2 separate regions of the Xenopus laevis genome follow, and region 1 is linked to region 2. Evidence: chromatin contacts called from public Hi-C data. All regions are on one chromosome and are shown on one strand. Each heading gives the region's core, a stretch centred on a gene start, on an enhancer-like site or on the middle of the called end of the contact. The rest is flanking DNA. Distances are from core to core; before and after follow the strand shown. Region 1 has its middle 15 kb from the start of luzp1.S. Region 2 has its middle 18 kb from the start of kdm1a.S.

The links. Hi-C and Micro-C count contacts between places; a contact is called where the count stands out from the background.
Region 1: a Hi-C map of the XL177 cell line shows a contact between it and region 2, with 6 times the contacts expected there. The contact joins two enhancer-like sites. A contact is called at or near these places in 3 of 4 Hi-C or Micro-C datasets (the XL177 cell line, the XTC cell line and animal cap).

What each region holds. Positions count from the first base shown.
Region 1 is chr2S:80,865,555-80,873,359 of Xenopus_laevis_v10.1, forward strand. No RefSeq gene overlaps it. Among protein-coding and RNA genes, the nearest start is that of luzp1.S, 15 kb to the left of the region's middle. Within about 2 kb of position 4,092, at least 1 of the 7 cell types and tissues checked has an H3K27ac peak or open chromatin away from gene starts, as enhancers often do.
Region 2 is chr2S:80,771,511-80,778,886 of Xenopus_laevis_v10.1, forward strand. No RefSeq gene overlaps it. Among protein-coding and RNA genes, the nearest start is that of kdm1a.S, 18 kb to the left of the region's middle. Within about 2 kb of position 5,446, at least 1 of the 7 cell types and tissues checked has an H3K27ac peak or open chromatin away from gene starts, as enhancers often do.

The DNA.
Region 1 (7,805 bases), core at 2,842-5,341, 93 kb after region 2:
CTTTGGTTTACTTGATACATGTTTAGGTTTTTCTTTGTCAGTGTATTTTATTCCTGAAGAAGCCATATCTAGACGTACACTTACAGGAGGAAGTTAAAAGGTAAATCACATGCGGTAATATAATATATGATAGGGTGACGCAAACAATCTTATCTTTTCAGAGTTAATCCTCAAACATTCCTACAAATACTTCCTAACAAGGAAAGACACTAGCACAAAATAAGTTCCCCACCCATAACTAGACAAAACATGCTCTGAATGTTGGTGAGGTGTTGATGCCATTAAAAGGGAAACTAACACAAAATATGAAGAAGTAGGTTTACTAAACCTAGAATAATTTGGAAGTGACAAGGTATATACAGTATATCTGTATGTCGTGGAGGGGGTTTTCTCATACTGAGCTTGTTAAAGTATAGAGATTTCAGCATCTATATTAGTATAATATAAAAAAGGATTTCATATTCTATAGTTGTATGGATGTGTAAAGCAGTGGGCAGCCAGTGTGGCATAAAGGAGTGGAGCAGAATCATCCGCTTCATCCTTTTTCTATCTCAAGAAAACAGTGTATTATAAACATACAGCCTACATTTCCATATTTAATTAAAATGAATGGAAAAACATGGCAGTCCTACATTCTAAACCCTAGAAAGACTCTTATGAATGGATCAAACACACACATTCTATTTTAATTTAATTGTATTTTTTTTATCCCAGAATGGCTTGTAAGGGAACATCCATACCTTAGCTGTGTGGGCAAAATCAATGCTGCAGGAGATAGACCAATTGCAAAAGATCATAACTAGTGATGGGTGAATTTGTGCTGAAACAGCAAAAAATTAGCGAAACAAATTGAAGTCAATGGGCGTCAAAATTATTTTGTTGCGCATCAATTTTGACTTGAGCGACATTTTTTATATGCGTGACTATTTGGTCCAAATTAGGGATGCACCGAATCCACTATTTTGGATTCAGCCGAAACCCCAAATTCTTCCTGAAAGATTTGGCTGAATACTGAACCGAATCCTAATTTGCATATGCAAAAAAAAAATGTTTATGCCTTCCTTGTTTTGTGTCAAAAAGTCACGCGATTTTCCTCCCCGTCCATAATTTTCATATGCAAATTAGGATTCAGTTCAGTCAGGCAGAAGGATTCGGCCGAATTCAAATCCTGCTGAAAATAGCCGAAACCTGGATTCGGTGCATCCCTAGTCCAAATGCATTAAAGTCAATGGGCGTACAAATAATTTTGACGTTACTTCAGATTGGCACAATGATCACTATGGGGAGCAGGTCCAGTGGAAATCAATGGGGCTGCGAAGGCGAGGGTTTGAAAAACAGACCCTTGTATCTTTGGGTAATCTTAAAGGGTTTGAGGCAGAAAAGCTTTTGCTGTAGTAACCCAGGAAGTTTTTCTGATAATGTTTTGCTTGGTCTTTTCCATAAGAGTCTGCTTTCATCTGTTTAATATACTGTATAGATCATTGACCAAGAAAAGTATTTAAAAGGAGGCGCATATATGGTTCCAAACCAATGCCAAAATAATCGGGCCCAGAAACATAGGTTAAGATACATTGGGCCAGGTTTAATTAAAAGAGAAAATGTTATCTCAAAAGTACGTGAGGACATTTGGAAATTTATTCAGAGATAAGTTTTTCTAATGGAAATAAATATGGCCCACTCACTGAAATCCATCCTCCCCCCCACCCATTTATATTTTTTGTAAATGTATTTTAGATTGTCAGTGTTTCTTTGAGAGTAGTATGTGAAAATAGAGAAACTAGAGAAACTATGGTGAGTTCAAGGCAAAGCAAATCCGTACAGTAACCTACACCTTCCAAAAAAAAGTAATAGGAAGATATCATTAAGTATCAGTAATTTTCACATTTTCTGGTTCTAATCACACATTTTTGTTTCAGCATTTGGTCAGTGCCCTGTTAACAGCATAATAAATATTTGATTGCTCCAACTCTAAGCTTAACTGACAACTATGTTGAATTTCCAGGAATACATTCTATAAATAAGTGTTTAAGGCCAAATCCTAATCTATTGGCATGAGAAAGAAAACTGAAGTGAAAAATTGTGCTATTAAGTATTTCACTTGTTTCCTTTTCTTTTTATTATTCTCTTAGCTGCAAAACAAACTGCTAAATCAGAAATTAAAATAGCAATCTCTTGACTTTTTTCCAGAATGTAAGTACAGTGCCAAACTGTAAAGCAGTCAGAGCAAAGTATGGTATGCATTGCAGAGAAGAGCATGGAAAGCCTGGCCAATGGGAAAAAAGATCTAATCATTTTATTTTATCATAATCTGAAAGAGCAAGCTTTGAAGGACACTCTTCTTAGCAGTAGCTGATATCACAAGTACCTAAGTGACTTTCCAGTGGCAATTACTTTTAGAGTCAGGCCACACAGGGCGTTTTGGGGAGATTTGGTCGCCTGGCGACTAATCGCCTAGTTTTTGCAGCAACCAATCTCCCCAAACACCTTCCCTGAATATGCGCCAGCTAAAACGAAAAAACACCGGCGCTAATCACACGTGGCGATTCGTTTCCTCGCGAGGCAACTTCGGAAAACGAACTGGCGCGTGTGATTAGCGCCGGCATTTTAGCCGGCGCAGGAACAGGGAAGGCGTTTGGGGAGATTGGCCGCAAAAACGAGGCGATTAGTTGCCAGGCGACCAAATCTCCCCAAAACGCCCTGTGTGGACTTACCCTAAAGTGGTTATGCACACAGAAACTGATGTTAATTCTAAGCAACTTTCCAATACACATTTATTACACTTTTTTTTTTAAATTTATGTCTGCCCCTCTGGTTCTGACTCTTAAAACAAGGACCCTAATGCCCCTCTGTTTCTTTCAATTAATTCCGTACAAGAATATAATGTGTCACATGATACCTACCATGTTGTAGGACATGCTTACAGTGCCATTCTATTTTAATAAAACAAGTTACAAGACAATACAATAATTGATTTATAGCTCCCCCTGGTGGTGCAAAAGCAAATTTATGGATATGTATGACAATGATAATAATATTTCAACAGCATCATGGTCTCCTGCAACACTGCAGTAAAGGAAACAAATAGAAGACAAAACAGTTTGCATTAACAGACAAAATTTCACCAGAACAGATGAACAGGTACAAATACCTATTGTTAGGGGACAGCAGGGCCCTACTCACAAGAGCTTACAAGAGGGAGGGGAAGTGAGGCATACTGTGGGGTTAATCAGTGTTATTGTAAGGTTCTTTGTGGTTAGGATAGTAATGGTAAGTGCATAGTGAAAAATAGAAAACTAGTAGTATGTGTGTTTACGTAAGTGAAGAGTAAGGGGATTATGTGGGTAGTCAAGTTGCTGAGGGCTTAGGTTTTAGGCTTGAATAAAAAAATTACCAAAGGTTACATCTGGAGTGGTATTCTTGGTAAACAGAAAGGTGATGTATTCATAGGGGACCATAGGGCTAAATTCCCTATGATCTGAAAATACAAAACAGCAGTTTTACCAGTGCAGGGCAACACTGCATTATATTTTCATTACTTTAAAACACTTATTTTTTGACGTTACTGTTCCTTTAAATTAGATAAAGGAGGGGGAGTGAGTCCTTTTTCCCAGTGCAGTATGACCTGGTAGAATTGGCCAAAAAGTGTTGTGCAAGAAGTATATATAGCTGAGCTTCCATGTGCTCAGACTCTTTTTCTTTCTCTATTGACTCGAGGATGGAGTGATTTTTTTCTGCTTGGGCTCTTGCAGCCATAGGCCCCAGGCAAATGGAGAAAAGCCACATGAGTGGGGATGCCCGGGGGCTTGGGTATACCAGTACCCCGATAATCATGTATAAGCTCAGCTGGAAGTTGATGTTTGGAGCTCAAAGGTAACAGAGAAAGTAAGGGAGCTGTCTGGTGATGGATTCCTGTGAAAGAGACTTTGGCGTGCTCACACCTGGCAGCCTGGTATCTGGAAGGGCTGTCTGGGTGAAACATTCCTGTTCGGATTTCCAAATGAGGAAATCCGGACAGAACAGTAAAGTTAATAACATAGCGATCAACCAATCGCTGATCGACACATAATCAGTCCCACCCCAATGTCACAAGCCCATCCCTGACATCATCGTCACCTCCCCCAACGTTACCAGCTCAGCCCCCGACGTCACTAACCCACTAAATTCAGAATAAGGAGGCAAAACTTGTGTATTGCAGCTCATGCACACTCGTTTACTGTGGTGCATACTTTGAAAAGGGGGCCCGTCACATCGTAGGCCTGCTGGGCCACTGCTGCCCCAGTCCCAAATCAGCAACTGAGGTGATTGTTGCTGGGAAACAGTGTTTAGATCTCCTTTTTAGTGATATGTAAAGAATTTAAATGAAGACGTACAAAAATTGTGTCTGCTGTTTCCATTTCCCTTCATAATTGACTTTCTCTATGAAGTTTTTCCTGTGGACAAAAATGTAAAACTTATTTCACCTTGTGAAAAAATAATAATTTCTAAAAGATAACCATTATAAAAAAAAATTCTCCTACAGGAATAGTATGTTCAGCTACTTGGAACTGAAATTTTAATATTAAAGGGATGCACATTATTAAATGATGCTCCCCTCAAAGGTAAACATGTACATGCAATACATTTGTGTTGTATACAGACAATTTAGTAAAAACACATTATTTAGCACAAATAGCCTTTGAAAAGGGCACACACTGCCACATTGAAATTACAGGGAATTTTGGATGCACTAATCTGAAAACCCACAGGTGTCCGGGTGAAAACCGCACGCTAATCTGTGTATAATCAATGGCTACTCCACCTCCATCAGTTAGTAACCGTTTATGGCAAAGAATGATGAACAAGTAATGTGATTATTTATAAAGGGTAAACTGTCAGTAAAAATAAGGCACTGTATAACCCTCATCCTTGGTGGTATTATATTAAATTCACATTAATTGTGTTTTCCTGCAAGGACCTTGACTTGCTGCATGATTTGTATACCAGCCTCTTAACTCATGCAGGTTGTAAATGTATCCTTTGTTCAATCTAAAGGACACAGAAAGCTACTGGAGATAAAAAGGTGTAGTTAAAGATTTGTATCACAGGTATAAAATTCAGTAACCTTCCTGCAGTGCTTCTATTAAAAAAACAGACAAAACATTTTACAAGCTGTTTATTGCAAACTATGTTATGTATCTGAATAGCAGGTTGTTGTAACATTAGCATGAATCCAGCTTTTCTTTTTACATGCTTTAGGTTAGTTGCAGTTATGGACATTTTTTTAAAATGATTGTAGGATGTCAATCATAGTATAACATTTGTAAAGTAAAATATTTATCAATAAAGAATAATATATAATACAAAAGCCCTTTGAGGTCAAAGACACAAAGTTTGCACCAGGTATATTAATTCATAGCAAGTACTGGCCACCTGTATGAAAGCAGGTATTTTATTGGTTGCTACACTTCATTAGAATTGGTTCAAATATTGTGATTGATTTTTTTTTTAACCCCATTTGTGTTCCCCTTTAAACCAGAAGGCAGCTTACCATCACAAGAGGAGAGGATTGCAAATGAAAAAACAAGGACAATGAAATGCAAATTGCTGTACTGGTAGAAACTGTAGGTAGCAATGGCCAAATAGTGCCCTCTGGTGGTCTCCGGTAGACTCACACTGTTCACATCAGATGTAAATGAAAAATATGATAAAACAGTTATGTAAACCAACCATAGTTCACCTGTTTGGGTAGGGTACCATTAACATATGATCTCATTTATTAATTCCCACTATACTTTATAGTAACTTTAGAGATTTTGGTGATGCTAAACATTCAAACAAACAGTGTAGGGGATTAAACCTTCTTTTGTTAAATTACTGCTAGTTATGCAAAACACTGTGGAACATAGCATGGCACCATATGGATAAATAATGATAATGATGATGGATACTTTCTAAATTAGTGCAGTCCTCCTCTTAAAAGAATAAGAATAAAAATGGGATAAATACAGCCTGTTTAGACATTCCTGTCCTAAATGATATTTATTTGATTGTGTATGCTGGTGGTAATGGGGGGGGGGGGGATGAAGATAATATCATATGAAAGATCTTTCATACTATAATCGTTGCTTATGGTGGAAAGCCATGGATATTGGTCGTCTAGTCAATCAAGCAGGACTGAAAGTTTTGAACGGACACCTTTGAAAGTTCCAGAACATCATACCGTTAATGCCGAATCATGACATTAAGCTAAAGAATTATTTTTGCTTTTACCTGCTTAGCGGACGATGCAGCTCTTAACGTTAGTAAAGTGGATGAAAGATCTTTTGTACGACCAATGGTCTTTGGAAAGATCATAATAGTAATATGTAAGGCCACCTTTAGCCCATGCAATTTGGCCAGATTTCCAATAAGTGGTCTGGTTTGGCTGGTTCCCTTTGTAAAAACATGATGTATCAATTTCAGCTATACTACTGTAACTAAAACAACAAATAACATAAGATAAGCCTTACACAAGAGAATGAATTTGCTAGACATAACTATAGGTTCTTTGGCCATATAGGCTTAGAAGAAAATTAAATGGATTTCTCAAGCCTTCTCAAATCTATTCTGCTAAAGAAGATTCCTTGGGGGTTCTAATCATACCCTCAAGAATAAACCTGGCCACAAACATACCTATTCTTGTGTGGGCCGAAATATGATTTTATGAATTTGATGGTCATTGCTAAACAACACCACAACCCAACCTACAATGTGTTAGTTGGACAAAACATTGCTAGACTGGGTCCATATCTAGCTTGGAGAGTTAGAAATATCTTTATGGAAGGAAAAGCCCAGAAATATACAGTTGTGCTCAGGATAATAGTAGTGTGTTTAAAAAAAGTGAATAAAGCTCAAAATCCTTATAATAACTTTTATTTCCATACACGCAAATGCATTGGGAACACTGCACATTCTATTTCAAATCAAAACATTAAGAAAAATTTATCAAATTTGTGTTCATCCTTTACAGAAAGTGGAGAAAATGGGAATATTAGGCTGTTACAAAAAACAGCAATGCAGATTCTTTACAAACTAGGCATTCTTCTAATTGTAACAAATACAAATAGGCGTCTTCTAATTGTAACAGTACCCACAGGTAACATTAGACCTTATTTGATCTTTCTGGAGCGGATCATTGGCTTTGCTATTTTGGCTATTCTTCAATCCATCTGAATGGTAGTTATTGGTTTTCTTCCACGACTTTCAGGTTTTAGTTGAAAATTTAAAGCATTTGAGCATTTTAGCTGAGCAGCCTATCATTTTATGTACTTCTTTATATGTTTTCCCTTCTTTATATGCTTCCCCTCTCAACTTTTTAATGAAAGTTGTTCAGAACAATGTCTGGAACGACCCATTTTACTCAGATTTTCAGAGAGAAATGTACTATAACCAGCTTGCACATTTGCTGCCAGTAACATCAAAAAATGTAAGTGTTTTTAAGTAATGAATAAATAATGTAGTGTTGCCCTTCACTGGTAAAACTGGCATGTTTGCTTCAGAAAGACTTCTATAGTTTATATAAACAAGCTGCTGTGTAGCAATGGGGGCGCCATCCAAGCACAAGACAAATAGTAGATAACAGATAAGCTATGTAGAATCACATTGTATCGCAGGGCTTATCTGTTATTAGCTGTGTAACCTGTGCCTTTTATCCTTTTTCTGCTCTGAATGGCTGCCCACACAGCTACCCATCAGCTTGTTAATATAAGCTATAGTAGAGTTGCTGCAGCAAACACACCAGTTTTACCAGTGCAGGGCAACAGTTCATTATATTTCAATTCATTTAA
Region 2 (7,376 bases), core at 4,196-6,695:
ATTGCCCAATACTTAACCAGCCTAGCCTGTAAATCACCAGCTAAGGCCTAGGCCAGTATATTGCCAATTAACTTGTAATTTGCCATAATTCTCCCCTCTGCCTGCACAGCTAACCACTATGGGGCACATTTAGTAACGCTAATATGGGCTATCCAGACCACAAGTTACGTGTCCAGCTAGTGATAGGAGCATGGGTTACATTGCGACTCACACTTCAGTATCAGGGCCTTCGCTAAGTGGAAGAATCCCTACTGATGTAGTGGAACTACAACACTCAGGCTATTGTATAATAAAATAGGAATGATTGAATGCCAGGAGGTTCTTATAGTAAAACAAAAAGGATGGTTTTTAGTCCAAGACAATGACCACAGGTTTTACTCACATATAAGGAGGTGTACATCACATACGGCAGAACAGGCAGATGACACAGCATAGAGAATGTGACTCCCATAAGGCATTGCAGTCAAAGAGTACATCAATCCATCAGTAGAGATGTCGCGAACTGTTCGCCGGCGAACTTGTTCGCGCGAACATCGGGTGTTCGCGCTCGCCGGAAGTTCGCGAACGTCGTGCGACGTTCGCCATTTTGGGTTCGCCATTGTTGGCGCTTTTTTTTGCCCTCTCACCCCAGACCAGCAGGTACATGGCAGCCAATCAGGAAGCTCTCCCCTGGACCACTCCCCTTCCCTATAAAAACCGAAGCCCTGCAGCGTTTTTTCACTCTGCCTGTGTGTGCTGAAGAGATAGTGTAGGGAGAGAGCTGCTGCCTGTTAGTGATTTCAGGGACAGTTGAAAGTTTGCTGGCTAGTAATCGTTTTGATACTGCTCTGTTATTGGAGGGACAGAAGTCTGCAGGGGTTTGAGGGACATTTAAGCTTAGGTAGCTTTGCTGGCTAGTAATCTACCTTCTACTGCAGTGCTCTGTATGTAGCTGCAGTGGGCAGCTGTCCTGCTTCTGATCTCATCTGCTGACTGCTGCAATAACAGTAGTCCTTGTAAGGACTGCTTTTATTTATTTTTTTGTTGTTTTACTACTACTACTACTACTACTACTATAAGAGCCCAGTGCTATTAGTCTAGCAGTGTTGGGGAGTGGGACTGGTGTGCTAATCTGCTGCTCCTAGTAGTTCAGCAGCACCAACTTTAATTTTTTTTTTTAATATTCATTTTTTTTTTATTTTACTTTTTTTTATTTTACTACCGCTGTAGTAGTGTATAAGTTGACCTTTTAGGCATTATTTGCCCTGTAGGCATTATTTGCACAGTGTTTTCTTCAACCCGCCATCGAGCTGTGTGACCTTGTTCACATTCTGTCTAAATATCCATAATATTACCGTCTCCAGAAAAAACACCGGAGTGACTTTTTTCAAGCAGCCATAATATATTTTACGTAATCCGTATCCACCGCTGTAGTAGTGTATACGTTGACCTTGTAGGCATTATTTGCACACTGTTTTCTTCAACCCGCCATCGAGCTGTGTGACCTTGTTCACATTCTGTCTAAATATCCATAATATTACCGTCTCCAGAAAAAACACCGGAGTGACTTTTTTCAAGCAGCCATAATATATTTTACGTAATCCGTATACACCGCTGTAGTAGTGTATACGTTGACCTTGTAGGCATTATTTGCCCAGTTTTTTTGGCCGCAGCCACTGAAGCACAGAGGCCAGAAAAAATATGCCATATAAATGCTGAAAATAGTCATTTTTTGCCATACGTTGACTCAACGTATATGGCAAAAAATGACTATTTTCAGCATTTATGTGGCATATTTTTTCTGGCAACTGTGCTTCAGTGGCTGCAACCAAAAAAACTGGGCAAACAATGTCTACAAGGTCAACGTATGGCGAAAAATTACTATTTTCAGCATTTATATGGCATATTTTTTCTGGCAACTGTGCTTCAGTGGCTGCGTCCAAAAAAACTGGGCAAACAATGTCTACAAGGTCAACGTATGGCGAAAAATGACTATTTTCAGCATTTATATGGCATATTTTTTCTGGCAACTGTGCTTCAGTGGCTGCGTCCAAAAAAACTGGGCAAACAATGCCTACAAGGTCAACGTATGGCAGTTGTTTAAAGAGAACAGTAGATTACTAGCCAGCAAAGCAACCTAAGCTAAAATGTCCCTCAAATCCCTGCAGACTTCTGTCCCTCCAATACAGAGCAGTATCAAGCAGATTACTAGCCAGCAAACTTACTATCATCTGTCCCTGAAATCACTAACAGCTCTCCCCCTACACTATCTCTTCCAAGCACACACAGGCAGATTTTTCAGATACATTTTTGCCCTTGATCCCCCTCTGGCATGCCACTGTCCAGGTCGTTGCACCCTTTAAACAACTTTAAAATCATTTTTCTGGCCAGAAATGTCTTTTCTAGATGTTAAAGTTCGCCTTCCCATTGAAGTCTATGGGGTTCGCGAACCGTTCGCGAACCGCTCGCGTTTTTGCGCAAGTTCGCGAATATGTTCGCGAACTTTTTTTCCGACGTTCGCTACATCCCTATCCATCAGGCAGATATACCTCAAAGTGGTCCGGATCCCACCCAGTGGAGTGGTCAGGGAGAAGGAGTCTAAGCTTGACGCCCTATGTGCTGTGGTCCCTTCACTAAAGGCAATCTAGGAGCTACTCCCTGCTACAGATCCTTGATGGAGCACACAGCTGCTCTTGCTAGTTAAGCTTTCTATCTTACTCTCCTCTAGAGTCTATAACAGAACTATCCTGTTCTAGCTAAACCTCGTTCACAGGGTTCCCTGGTCCCCAACTTGATCACTAAAGGTATAGGTCCCTTTAGGGCAGTGGCTTTACTGGACCTTGGTGTACCTAGACTCAATGAGCACAACCAAGGTAAGGACACCAGCAGCCAAAGAGGAAGATCCACCCCTTTCCACACACTATTTTGAAGTGTGGTAGGAAGTGGTCATTACACCCTTTGACTAATAATATGATAGGTGAATGCTTAAACTATATACATTGGCTTTTGTCCAGCAACTAGGGGAAAGGAGCAAGGGATTTAAAGCTATTAGGAGCATAGCAAATCCTGTAGGTCCCTACATTCAGGCCCGGACTGGCAATCTGTGGGTTCTGGCAAATGCCAGAGGGACTGCTATAAGGTGCCATAGAAAGTCAGTATTTAGTGGGCTGGTGGAGGCTGTTTGGGCCTCTGTGTACCAGGGCCTATTTTCATTCTCAGTCCAGACCTGCCTACATTTACCAAATTTTGCTTCAGAAAGCTTTGCCATACTTTACGCAACTACATCAGACGTTAATTTGCTGCAACTACACGTATTCATCAAAATGCGAAAATTCGAAATTAACTCTGGCATAGCTTTGCTAATGAAAATTCATCAGCATGAAAGTTTCTTAGAGTTCCTTTCTTCCTAGTGAAACTTCATTAAAATACTTACTATTACTTCAATTTAAATATGGCGGTTACATAGAGGTCATATGTATGAATTTATTAGAGATGTTGGTGAAATTGCTGGAAGTGACCACTTATTATTAAAAATGTCCAAGGAAGCAAAATAAACACAAAAGAGATCCTATATTGTCCTAAAAATGAGCCCACCCTAAAACAAATGTGGCATGAGCTTCAAATGGTTAAAAAAAAGTGTAAATACCATATATTTACAACTTTTAAACATCATACCACATTAAAATATTAAAATTCCAGCATTTTTTCTTTTTCGACTTAAACAGGATATGATGTCAACGCCATAGTAATGTTGAGGATGTAGCGCCATCTTATCTGTTAGCCAGGTAGCACCAAACGAAATAGACTTTGGCGAAAAGAGTAACGTATTGGAAAGTGTACACTTTGATAAATTTGCAGATCAATGATCAAACGCTTGAGCGAAAATTCACCTGGTGAAATGCTGCAAAAGTTCTCTAACGCTGAGCTTTTTCACTAGTGAATTGTTTTTTTCTCCTTTTAGTAAATTGGTGAATTCACTGAGAATTGTAATTTCTGAGAATTTTCGCAAAAAAACCCCCCCACAATTAACTCTTTAGTTATTATGCTTTGTTAAATGTATTATCCTTTGAAAACTAGTTCCTTGTTTTCTCTAGAGGGCATCAAAGCACTATGGTTAAATTTAAAACCACCAAGAACCACATGACACTGTAAGAGATGACTGGGAAATATGAAGGTAACGATAACAATTCTATGTTGCAGTTATATCTTTTCCCTTATTCGTGTTTATTTCATTCTGAAACTAGAAAAGTATTGGAACAAATTAACAGCAAAGAACTGAAAATCATTGTAACTTTTGTACTAGCCCAGGTACTATTTAAGTGAATTCTCAGACTCTTGGGGTTTCACACCTCCAAGATCCTTTGCAGCAGGCTGGCTACCTACAACGCAATGTGGCTTTATTTACCTTGTCAACAGAGTCTGGTAGAGCATTTAATAAATAATTTCAATACATATTTGAGAAACAAGTTATGTACCTGAAGTGTGGGGGTTAGAATGATTTTGTTGTGGGGCAAAACAAGTTTTAGTTTAAGGTTGTTCAAACATTAATCAAGATTAGGGCTTTTCATAAGGATATATCCCTGTAATGTTCCCTAGCATGCAAGGATCAATTTTGTTTTGTCCCACAGAAGCTGAGCCATTTGTAATAATGGTTTTATATGGTTCTGTCAAACATACCTACAAACACTTGTGTATTCCACATGTCATAGGCGCCCCTCTGAACAAAAAAGGGAGTATTCCCTGATTTAATCTAAGATCAAGTATCTGCATTAGATCCTATTACTTGTAATATGCATGTGTGTGTACAAGTTTATACAGGAACAAAGCTACCTTCAGCTCTGCCATAAAAGGTATTTTTTAATCAGATTATAGGTAGCACATGATTATAGGGTCCTTTGCCAAAATCAGAATTGGAACAAATACTTAACTGGGTGTGTAAATTATATGTTCATACTATTTATATCTCTGTGTGACTGGTCTCCTCCAGTTTTAGTGGTTAACAGAAGATCAAAAAAAAATATTTATCAGTTTAGCTGTATTTTTTTTATTTCGATCAAAAATAGGTACTCCCTCCATATCTTATATAAGCCTTTGGTAAAGTAGTGCCATCGGCAACAAAACAATACTAATTATGTATTTATTTATTTTGACAAAATAATAAGTCTGTCCTATTAGAGTTTATAGGGCTCATTTATTAATGTAGCATGTGTAGTAAACGTATAAAGTGTTCACTGCATTCACTGCAATTTGCATTCAGTGTCCCACTATGATAAACCACATGCTAGTTGCATCACATGCTTTTTTTCACTGCTTTTGTGTTGCATTGGTTTCACTTCTGGTGCACATTATTATTAGCAGCAATTGTGTCCGATCACTTTCAGCTAGTCACATGTGGCTACTGAGGCACCCCCCTAGGGAAACCAGAAATTCCCAGCAGGTCTAATCTGACTACATTTCCAAGGTTCCATTGTGCTGGCGTGCACTTGCACTTAATCAAAGCAGGTTGAGGGAACACATTTGCACTTGCAACAAATTGTAAAGAACCATGTGCATTGCTGAATAGTGTCAATGTGGTCTCAATTTTACATCTAAACTAGTGCTTTGCATTTGTAAATGAGACTGATATGGGCCATTATTCCCTGACTTGGCTTATAAACCTCAGGTAATGAAATTTGCAAAGTTTTGCATCAGGTTTAATAACCTGTAGCAACCAATCACCAAGTAACATTTAGTGAAGATTCGCATTTATCCAGGTCATGATAAACAGTATCTAGTAGAATTAAGTCAAAGGCAACTGGACATTTAGAGTTTCTCTTGAACAAGTTTCACCACTCATCCGAGTGGCTTCTTCAGTTCAACTGAAGTGGTAGGGAATTCCCCGGCATTTAAACTCTTGAGGGTAGTAAAGTCACAGACATCCAATCACAATGGTTCCATTGAACTTCAGTAAGGTGTTGGCTGAAACTCGCAGATATGTGAAAGTCCATAAATGTCCAGTTGTCTTTGACTTAATTCTACAAGATACTGTTTACTGGCCATATATTTTTGTTTTGCCTGGTATAGGATAGCCAACCTGAGTGCAAGCTCTGTGTCTTTTATGATATTACCCCCCTTTATAGTGTTATCAAATCTGAGCCAAGAACTACATGATAACTTTTATACAGAAATGGTTGACAGTAACAATATATATAAGCATAGCAAAATGCAGTAATTTTAGTTTGGCACCAATGGCAGATATAGATTAACTCATCAGTTACAGGACTAAGCCAATGGTTACTGTAACCCCAAGCTGACTTGTACTTTACTCCTCCGTCATGTGTGGTCAGCTACTCATACAGCATAGGGACATCACCAACTCCCCAAATTATGCAACAAGGAAAGAGATCCACTGGAGTGCCTTCAATTAATGCTGTCATTTATTTGTTATACATATAACAGCACAACATGTTCCGGACCTAACTGGGCCTTCCTCAGGTAAATTACAAACTCACAAAGTTAGATGGCTTTTATAAACCCATACGGTTCACCAAATCACTTGCAGTGTCGGACTGGGATGTTAGGGGCCCACCAGAAAACCTTAGACCATGTGCCCACTTTCCAAACTATTATTTCTCCTCTCATCACTTAACCTCTTTATTCTCATAGTTTTTATATCTACTTACTATACTCTATTCTTCCATTATGAGAAATAGGGAATGACCATGAAATCGGCCAAATGGTTAGAAGCAAGATGCCCCCTGACACCTGGGCCCACCAGGAGTTTTCCTGGTATCCTGGTGGGCCAGTCCGATACTGATCACTTGATTGTGATACCAGCTACAACTAGTGCCCAGGTACAAAATTCATGCAACCACCAATTCAGAAAAATGCATCTTCAGATCGATTCACCGAAATACTCCATCAAACTAACGTAGAGGTAGACAAAGTTTCATTAATCCGCTTTAAAAAAAATAAAATTTATTGAAGTGGGCAGGGGAGAGCAAGGCTTAATGTGTTTCATGACTGCTAGTCACTTCATCAAAAGACAATCTCAATTATCTCAATTGGGTATGGGCAGAGAGGGTCCTATTATTTGTCCGTTTGTTTAACTATGATTTCATTGATCAATTTTATACTTGTAAATATATGAATTGATATATTTAACCAATATTTAACCAGTATTGATTGTTAATGCATGAATTTGATTATTATACTGCTTTGTCTATAGGATCATTCATTTAATGTGGTTGAATGATTGATAACAAAGGCCACCAACAATTCTCCAACATTAGAGGAAAGCCATCCCAGAATAGTATAAGCTGCTATAGCACAAAATGGATGACCAACCCTATAAAGGCTCTTCGTTCAGAATGAAATGTTGGATAGGCAGGTGACTGGTGTAAATTAAATGCATTTCA